Regions from separate parts of the Mus musculus genome. Here region 2 is linked to region 1. A link is a contact called in public Hi-C data. All regions are on one chromosome and are shown on one strand. The core of a region is the stretch at or near the end of the contact, and the rest is flanking DNA. Distances in the headings are between cores, read along the strand shown. Region 1 has its middle 60 kb from the start of Upp2. Region 2 has its middle 5.5 kb from the start of Gm46743.

Region 1 (3,333 bases), core at 457-2,956:
TTAAGATGACTCCCTGGCACCATTGGCAGAAGATGCTGTCTGTTGGCTAGGAGCTCATCTGAGCTGGACACCGGGTCAGACACGTGTGCTCTCCATACGTGCTGTGTTCCAAGGAGAAACAGAGACACAAGCATGTTAAAGTTCTGAAGCCTGTGAGGTGCTGCTGGAACTGGCCTGATGTCTGTCTGCAATCCTCAAAGTCACTCCAGTGCTCTCCCAGATGCAAAGGAGCTGAGAAATGAGCTCCCCCTATCCATGACATATGGCCATGGCTGGCCTCCATTATAGAAGAGGTATGTGAATTACAAGATATTTTACCACCATGTTTCAACTTTATGTCACATTTGTCACCGGGCATATCAGAACAAGCCAGGCTCCTTTACACTCTGTCTTCTAACCTAGAGTCAGAATTCTCTCTAACAAGCTCAGGGTCTCATTGGTAGGAAATAGTATGGCAGTACCTGAGTTACTGGATTGACCTATTCTAGGCCCTTTCTATGAGCATTGTTAGAATATATATTCATGTGCAAGCGTGTACATCCATATATGCATACACATATGCACTAAACAGGCCCATAAGATCACATGTATTATTAATCCATTCTGTTATTATTTCTCATTTAAATCCCATGGTGTGTTGCTTCAAGTCTTCCACTTTCAAATGTATTTTCTTTTTTTCCTTATGGAGGCTTCGAATGCTCACTGACAAGAAGTCCAAATATGACATCATTCCTCACTATATTATCCCGCACTCTATGCACATGACAGACAAGATAAAATGCCAATATGACAGCCACAAATTCTTCAGCTGTGTACATCATACTCTTTCTTCTTTTGTTATACATCCATTATATTTCTATGCTGGGAATTATGTAAATCTTATACACTCTCCATTAGTTCCTAAGTTCTTTTCTAAAATTTCGTCCTTTGCAAATTCACTTGTAAATATAATGGCATATGATCATATATCCCTCCATTTCCCCCTCCAGCTCCACGTCTAACTCTTCCAGCCCCACATACTTCATCCAACTTCATGTCCTCTCTTTTTATTAAATAATCTACTAAGGGACTGGAGGGCTGCCCCAGAACTGGCTGTGCTTCCATAGAACCCAGATTGAAACCCAACTTCTGCTTAGCAATTCACAAATGTCTGTCTGTAGCTCCTGTTTAAGGGGCCGTCTCTCTGATTCCCTCTCCTGGCTTTTGAGGGCACCAGGCACACATGTGGTACACAGATACACATGCAGGCAAAACATCCATACACATACAATATGATTTTAAAAATTATAAAAAATAACTCATTAAGTCCAATTCACGTTGACCATATATGTGAGTGGGAAGCCCTCCACCTTCATCTCATTTTATAAGTCAGCGCGTTTTGCAGATGCCAGTGGGCGCCATATTAGCTTTCCATTTGTCATTCTGGTGGGCTGTGTCCTGGTTTAGGAGAGCTTCCTTAGGAGTTGCTTGTGGTAACTGTGTTTTGACTGTGTTAATAACTCGGGGTTGGAGGCCTTTATAGTTGCAAATCGGTTTTCCCAGGGAATAAAATGCCATATTTACATTTTCTTCCCTTAGCATAAATGTCAGGAGACGGGTTGTAAACGGTTTTCTTTCCCTGACAATTTACTTCATCTTTTTTTGCCTGACTGCACAAAGCTTTTCCCTGCTTTCCTTATGATGTAATAGTCACTGGATTCCTGCTGATGCCAGGACCTTGGTGGCCACAGTCAGCAAAAGCAGTTCCCTCTTATGACACAGATTCAAATGTATTGCAGGCAGTGTTTATAAATTATACTTCTTTAGTATTTATTGTATTAGTAAAATTTTTGTTTTCACCCCTCAGGGCCTCTTACTATGCCATTCTGACCAGTTTTCTCCCTGTCTCCTCAGTCCTTTCATCTCATTTCTTGATGTGTATTCAAGTTTAAGAAACTTCTTGCTTGGAAACAGTTTCCACACTACAGATAAATCTAAAAACCAAAATGTAATGCCTTTAGCTAGTCACATACTGTTTTAAATTCAAGGTGGTTTATCATTTTTGTGTTATTACACCCACGTGTGGACACACACATATCCACATACATCCTCACATGCATGCACATATAGGTACAGATACTCATAGATACTCATGTGCACACATTCTATCCTCTTTCTCTGTCAGTTTTTCTCTGTCTCTGTCTCTCTCTTACACACATGAATGTGTGTGCATGTGCACACACACACACACACACACACACTTTTTTTTTCCTTACCACTTGAGAGTAAGTTGTCCTCTCAGTCTGTGTCTGCTTACTAAAGGTAAGAATGCTAGCTTTTCTAAGCACCAAAAAGAAAAAAAAAACAAAAAAAAACCAATCCAGTGAAGTGTGTCACTGCTATAATACCTTCCATTCTAGTCTCCATGTCGCTGCTTTATCCTCGGATCTGTTTACAGCTTTTGTAGCATCTTCCCTCACATCAGGATTCAGTCAGAAATTGGCCATTGATTTTCATTGCTGGCTCTTTTAAATTCCTTTTAGTCTGGTCCATCTCAGTCGCTTTGTTTTTTAGGATATTGGCTTTTTATTTGTGGTAAATATATGTAACGTAAAGGTGACTGCGTTCACTGATTGTAAAGTGCACTCAAGTGGCACTGGGCTCCTTCATATTATTGCTCCAACACTGCCTTTCCTCTCTAGAACTGTCACTTCATCCTGCAACTCTGTACACACTAACCAAACCCACCTTCCTTCCTCCTTGAGCCACTCACTGACAGCCACTCCTCTAGTCTCTATCCTCATGAATTTACTGTAAGTACATCAGGTACATAGAACTGTGCATAATTTATTTGTGGGAGGAAGGTATTTGACTGGCTTATTCTAAAATAATCACCACAATGCTTTCATGGTTTATCTGTATAATTCATGAATCAGAATTTTATTCTTTTTAAAGGCCGAATAATATTTTGTCGTGTGTATATTTTATAGAGAGCTATTATAAATATTAATGTATAGCTGGTTTAGATCTCTGCTTTCGATTCATTTGAGGGCTATTGATAGATGATGTAATACTTCTGCATTTAATGTTAGAAGAATTTACCTGCTTCTTTCCCACAATGTCCTCACCATTTACACTCCCAGCAGGGATATACAGACGTTCCAATTTCTCCACATCATTTGCAGCACATGTTATTCTACTTCCCGTCCCTCCTTTTGTACAATAGCCACCCCAGTGGGTGTTCTTTGGTGTGTGGATGGTTCATTATGATTTCAACTTGCATTTCCCTGGCAACTGGCCATCTTTCAGTATGTCTTGCCCATTTGTAAGTCTTCTTTGAATAAATACATATTC
Region 2 (3,333 bases), core at 508-3,007, 610 kb before region 1:
CAGCGCTCACTAATTTCTAAAGACTTCAACCTAAGGCTATTTACATAAGATTTGGGGTCTTCAAGATTCAGGGTAATTTAAATTCTGAGCTCAAGAAGACTCTCCTACTAGATGTCCAGATACTCCAAAGTACCTGAGAAACCATCACAGAAATCCCCGAGGGAGAAAACAGATGGGGTTCCCCATGCAAGCAAGAAAGTACACAGTATCGCTGATGCTGTACAGGAAACAAAACCGTGACCACTGAGGAAGCAGAGAGGTTCCACGGAGGAAGAACTAACTCGCTTTCCCAGGGCTTCCCGCCCTGTGCGGGTCTTACGACATATTGCAGGCAATCACATGTAACAGAGTCTCAGGCTGGATCAAAATAATTTTAGGTGAAAACTTCAAAATAGTCTGACGCCTACCAATTGCATTTCCAGTTTAGGTCCTTCAGCCTCCAAGGGAATCTGAGAAACATGCAACTATGTTTGCATTCTTTGGCCAGAATTATCCAGAATAATCTAAAAACACCTTTGTGGTATCAATTTACCCCTGTTTTCCCTCAGAAGTCTCTCCCAAGCCCTGTTCACACTGTTATTTTGAACTTTTTTGTTATGTTGTATAAAAATGTGAATTAAAAAAACCTGAAGTTTTAGTAATCATAAATTCAAAGAAATCCATGGACTGGACTGTCATTGTCTGGAAATGAGGAAATGTACACTTTTGATGTAAAGGACAAGGTGAAATTCCTTATTTTGCTAATGCTGCAAGTGTGTCATTGGATGGATATGTATGTATGTGTGTGTGTGTGTGTGTGTGTGTGTGTGTGTGTGTGTGTATGTATGTATGTATGTATATGAGAACACTGTCACTGTCTTCATACACACCAGAAGAGGGCATCAGTCCCATTATAAATGGCTGTGAATCCTCATGTGGTTGCTGAGAATTGAACTCAGGACCTCTGGAAGAGGGGTCAGCGCCCTTAACTACTGAGCCATCTCTCCAGCCCTGGATGCGTAATTTGACCAGGCACCAGCAGGCAAAGACTCTCCCAGTCTCTCAGCAGCCAACAACCCACTGGAGCAACCTCCTACCAGTGCATGGCTGCAACCACACCACAATGTGATCTGACCCTCTGAGCCTCCCGTGGCCTGTCCAGGCTCAAACCTCCACAGCCAGAGCCTCTCCTCACCGACACTTGTGCAGCAGTAACCCTCTGTCATCTTTCACAGCGTGTTAGGTACCTTTTCACTGCTGTGACCAATAACTAAGAATAGCGTCTTGAAGGGTAGGAGCTTTATTGGGGCTTATGATTTCAGATGGTTCAGTCCGTTGTGGTTTGGATAGGGTGGAGTGGGGTGGAGAAACTCAGTTATATCTAGGCAGGACAGGAGCAGAGAGTGAGACCAGAAGTTTCTAGTGGTATGTACCCACTAAGGTACCTGTCCCCTCCACAATCTCCCAAAATACCGCGACCAGATGGAAACCAAACATTCAAAACATGAGCCTTTGGGGGTGTTTTATATTTAGTCTATGACACACACTGATGGCCTTCTCTGACAAGCCTGGCCAGGAAGTACTGGTTGTGACCTGATTTTTCTAAACTCCAAACAATGGACTCTTCGATATTTTGAGACACTTGAGCCCGGAGATTTCTTGGCATGATGAATCTGTTTCTAGAGTCACACCCAGTCAGAGAGGATAGTCAATGAAGGGTACAGTCAAGGTTAAACTCAAGTGTTCTCCTCTCTCCCATTTTGTTTACAGAGAATGTGAAGAAGGAAGTCAGGCCTATAATGTGGAAGTCAGTTGGCCACAACTAAAATTATTTGGCTAAATCGGACATAGAAGGCTAGCAAACATGATTTTGCTTGTGTGCGATAACTGGAATAGGCAAGTTCATAGAGACAGGAAGTAGAGCAGAGGTACCCAGGGACCCGGGAGGGTGACACAGGGAATTGGTGTTCATGGGGTAGAACTTTTGTTTGAAGTTAAGTGAAAAGCCTATGAATGATGAATGATCCATGATGCTGCACAGCATTGAGAATATACTGAATTCCTTTAAACTGTGCATCAAGAGATGGTCAAATCGGAAAATTTGCATTGCATTTTCTTTACCCCCCCCCCCCAGAAAGCAGACCAAGGGACATGTAGGCATGTTAGAGGGTTTAGTGTTGGCTATCCTGAGACAGCATCACCCACTGTGGGCAGCTCCTAATGTGAGTTGTGTAGCAGAGCCATGGTCCTGGGGGAGCAGCTAATGGGCTAGGTGGAAGTGCTGCTCAGCCGTGGGGTGAACAGCTCCTGCTCTGGCCCATCTTGGGGTGTGTGTGTGTGTGTGTGTGTGTGTGTGTGTGTGTGTGTGTGTGTGTGTATGGGGGTTGGGGGAGGTGGCACGGGCACTAGGATGTCCTACTTTATCACCTTAAGTAGCTCCCTTGCTGAGAAGACATTAGAAGAGGTCTTTTGCTTTAGCAGGGCTGGAACAGACTGGAAAAGCCAGGTGTGGATGTAACCCCCCCCCCACATACACACACACACACACACATACAGGAGTGCTTAGAGGGGTGTGTGGGATCACAGCGCCACAATTCTAGAAACAGGGACAAAACCAAGCATACTCTGAAAACACCAGTTGTCTGAGTTCAGTCTTCCCCTAGGATAGATGAGTTGACCATGGAGCAAGTTTCAGACAGAGGCCTCTAGATGGTGCACAGACCGTGATAAATACCCGAGGAGGCAGGGCTTCGTCTGTAATTGGAGCCTCAAGGCTCACTCCAGATGCAGGGGTTTTATAACATGCTCTCCCTACTCCAGCCAAGCGATACCCCCACCCATGTACCCTTCTGGATAGTTTCAAAGATGGCAGCTTTGATCATCTTGAGGGCAGTGGTAGAGGAAGGAAGTCCTGTAGCCCTCTACCAGCAAAGAGGCCAAGGATACAGAAAATCTCTCAGAAAGGGTGTCATCCACCCAGGCTATAGGTTGCTATAAGTCAAAGGTGAAGGCCATTGAGCACTAGCTAAGCATCATGAGAGAAGGGACAACTCTGTTAGCTGGGAGGAAAGACTGATTTCAAGTCTTGAGGCCTGGAAACAGTGGGCTTTTCTTACTGGGGTGTTTAGCCTCAGTAAGAGCCACAAGAAAGCCAGGGGCAGGATGGAGCTGTGGCTCAGACCTGCAATCCAGGACAGCAAGGCTGGATAACTTCTCTGCCTGCCAGGGCCATGTTTACTTATGCAAACAGCTGACACATGGCTGCAGACCCAAGCAGGGACAGCCTCCACTGTGGTCTAGACAACGGTGCAGCAAGCCACTGCTATGAGAAGAGAGAAAGTGGGGCTCACTCTC

What was found. A called contact is a pair of places that touch in the nucleus more often than the background predicts.
Region 2: a contact with region 1 is called in a Hi-C map of bone marrow-derived macrophages, with 11 read pairs. The contact joins two enhancer-like sites. A contact is called at or near these places in 1 of 15 datasets of contacts at CTCF or cohesin (pro-B cells), 37 of 484 Hi-C or Micro-C datasets (CD4 T cells, CD8 T cells, the HL-1 cell line and 25 more) and 3 of 115 datasets of contacts at active chromatin or transcription factors (bone marrow-derived dendritic cells, embryonic stem cells and memory CD8 T cells).

Annotation. Positions count from the first base shown.
Region 1 is chr2:58,813,029-58,816,361 of GRCm38.p6, reverse strand. No RefSeq gene overlaps it. Among named protein-coding and RNA genes, the nearest start is that of Upp2, 60 kb to the right of the region's middle. Within about 2 kb of position 1,706, at least 3 of the 459 cell types and tissues checked have an H3K27ac peak or open chromatin away from gene starts, as enhancers often do. A contact at or near this core is called in bone marrow-derived macrophages, where this site is marked.
Region 2 is chr2:59,424,300-59,427,632 of GRCm38.p6, reverse strand. No RefSeq gene overlaps it. Among named protein-coding and RNA genes, the nearest start is that of Gm46743, 5.5 kb to the right of the region's middle. Within about 2 kb of position 1,757, at least 33 of the 459 cell types and tissues checked have an H3K27ac peak or open chromatin away from gene starts, as enhancers often do. A contact at or near this core is called in bone marrow-derived macrophages, where this site is marked.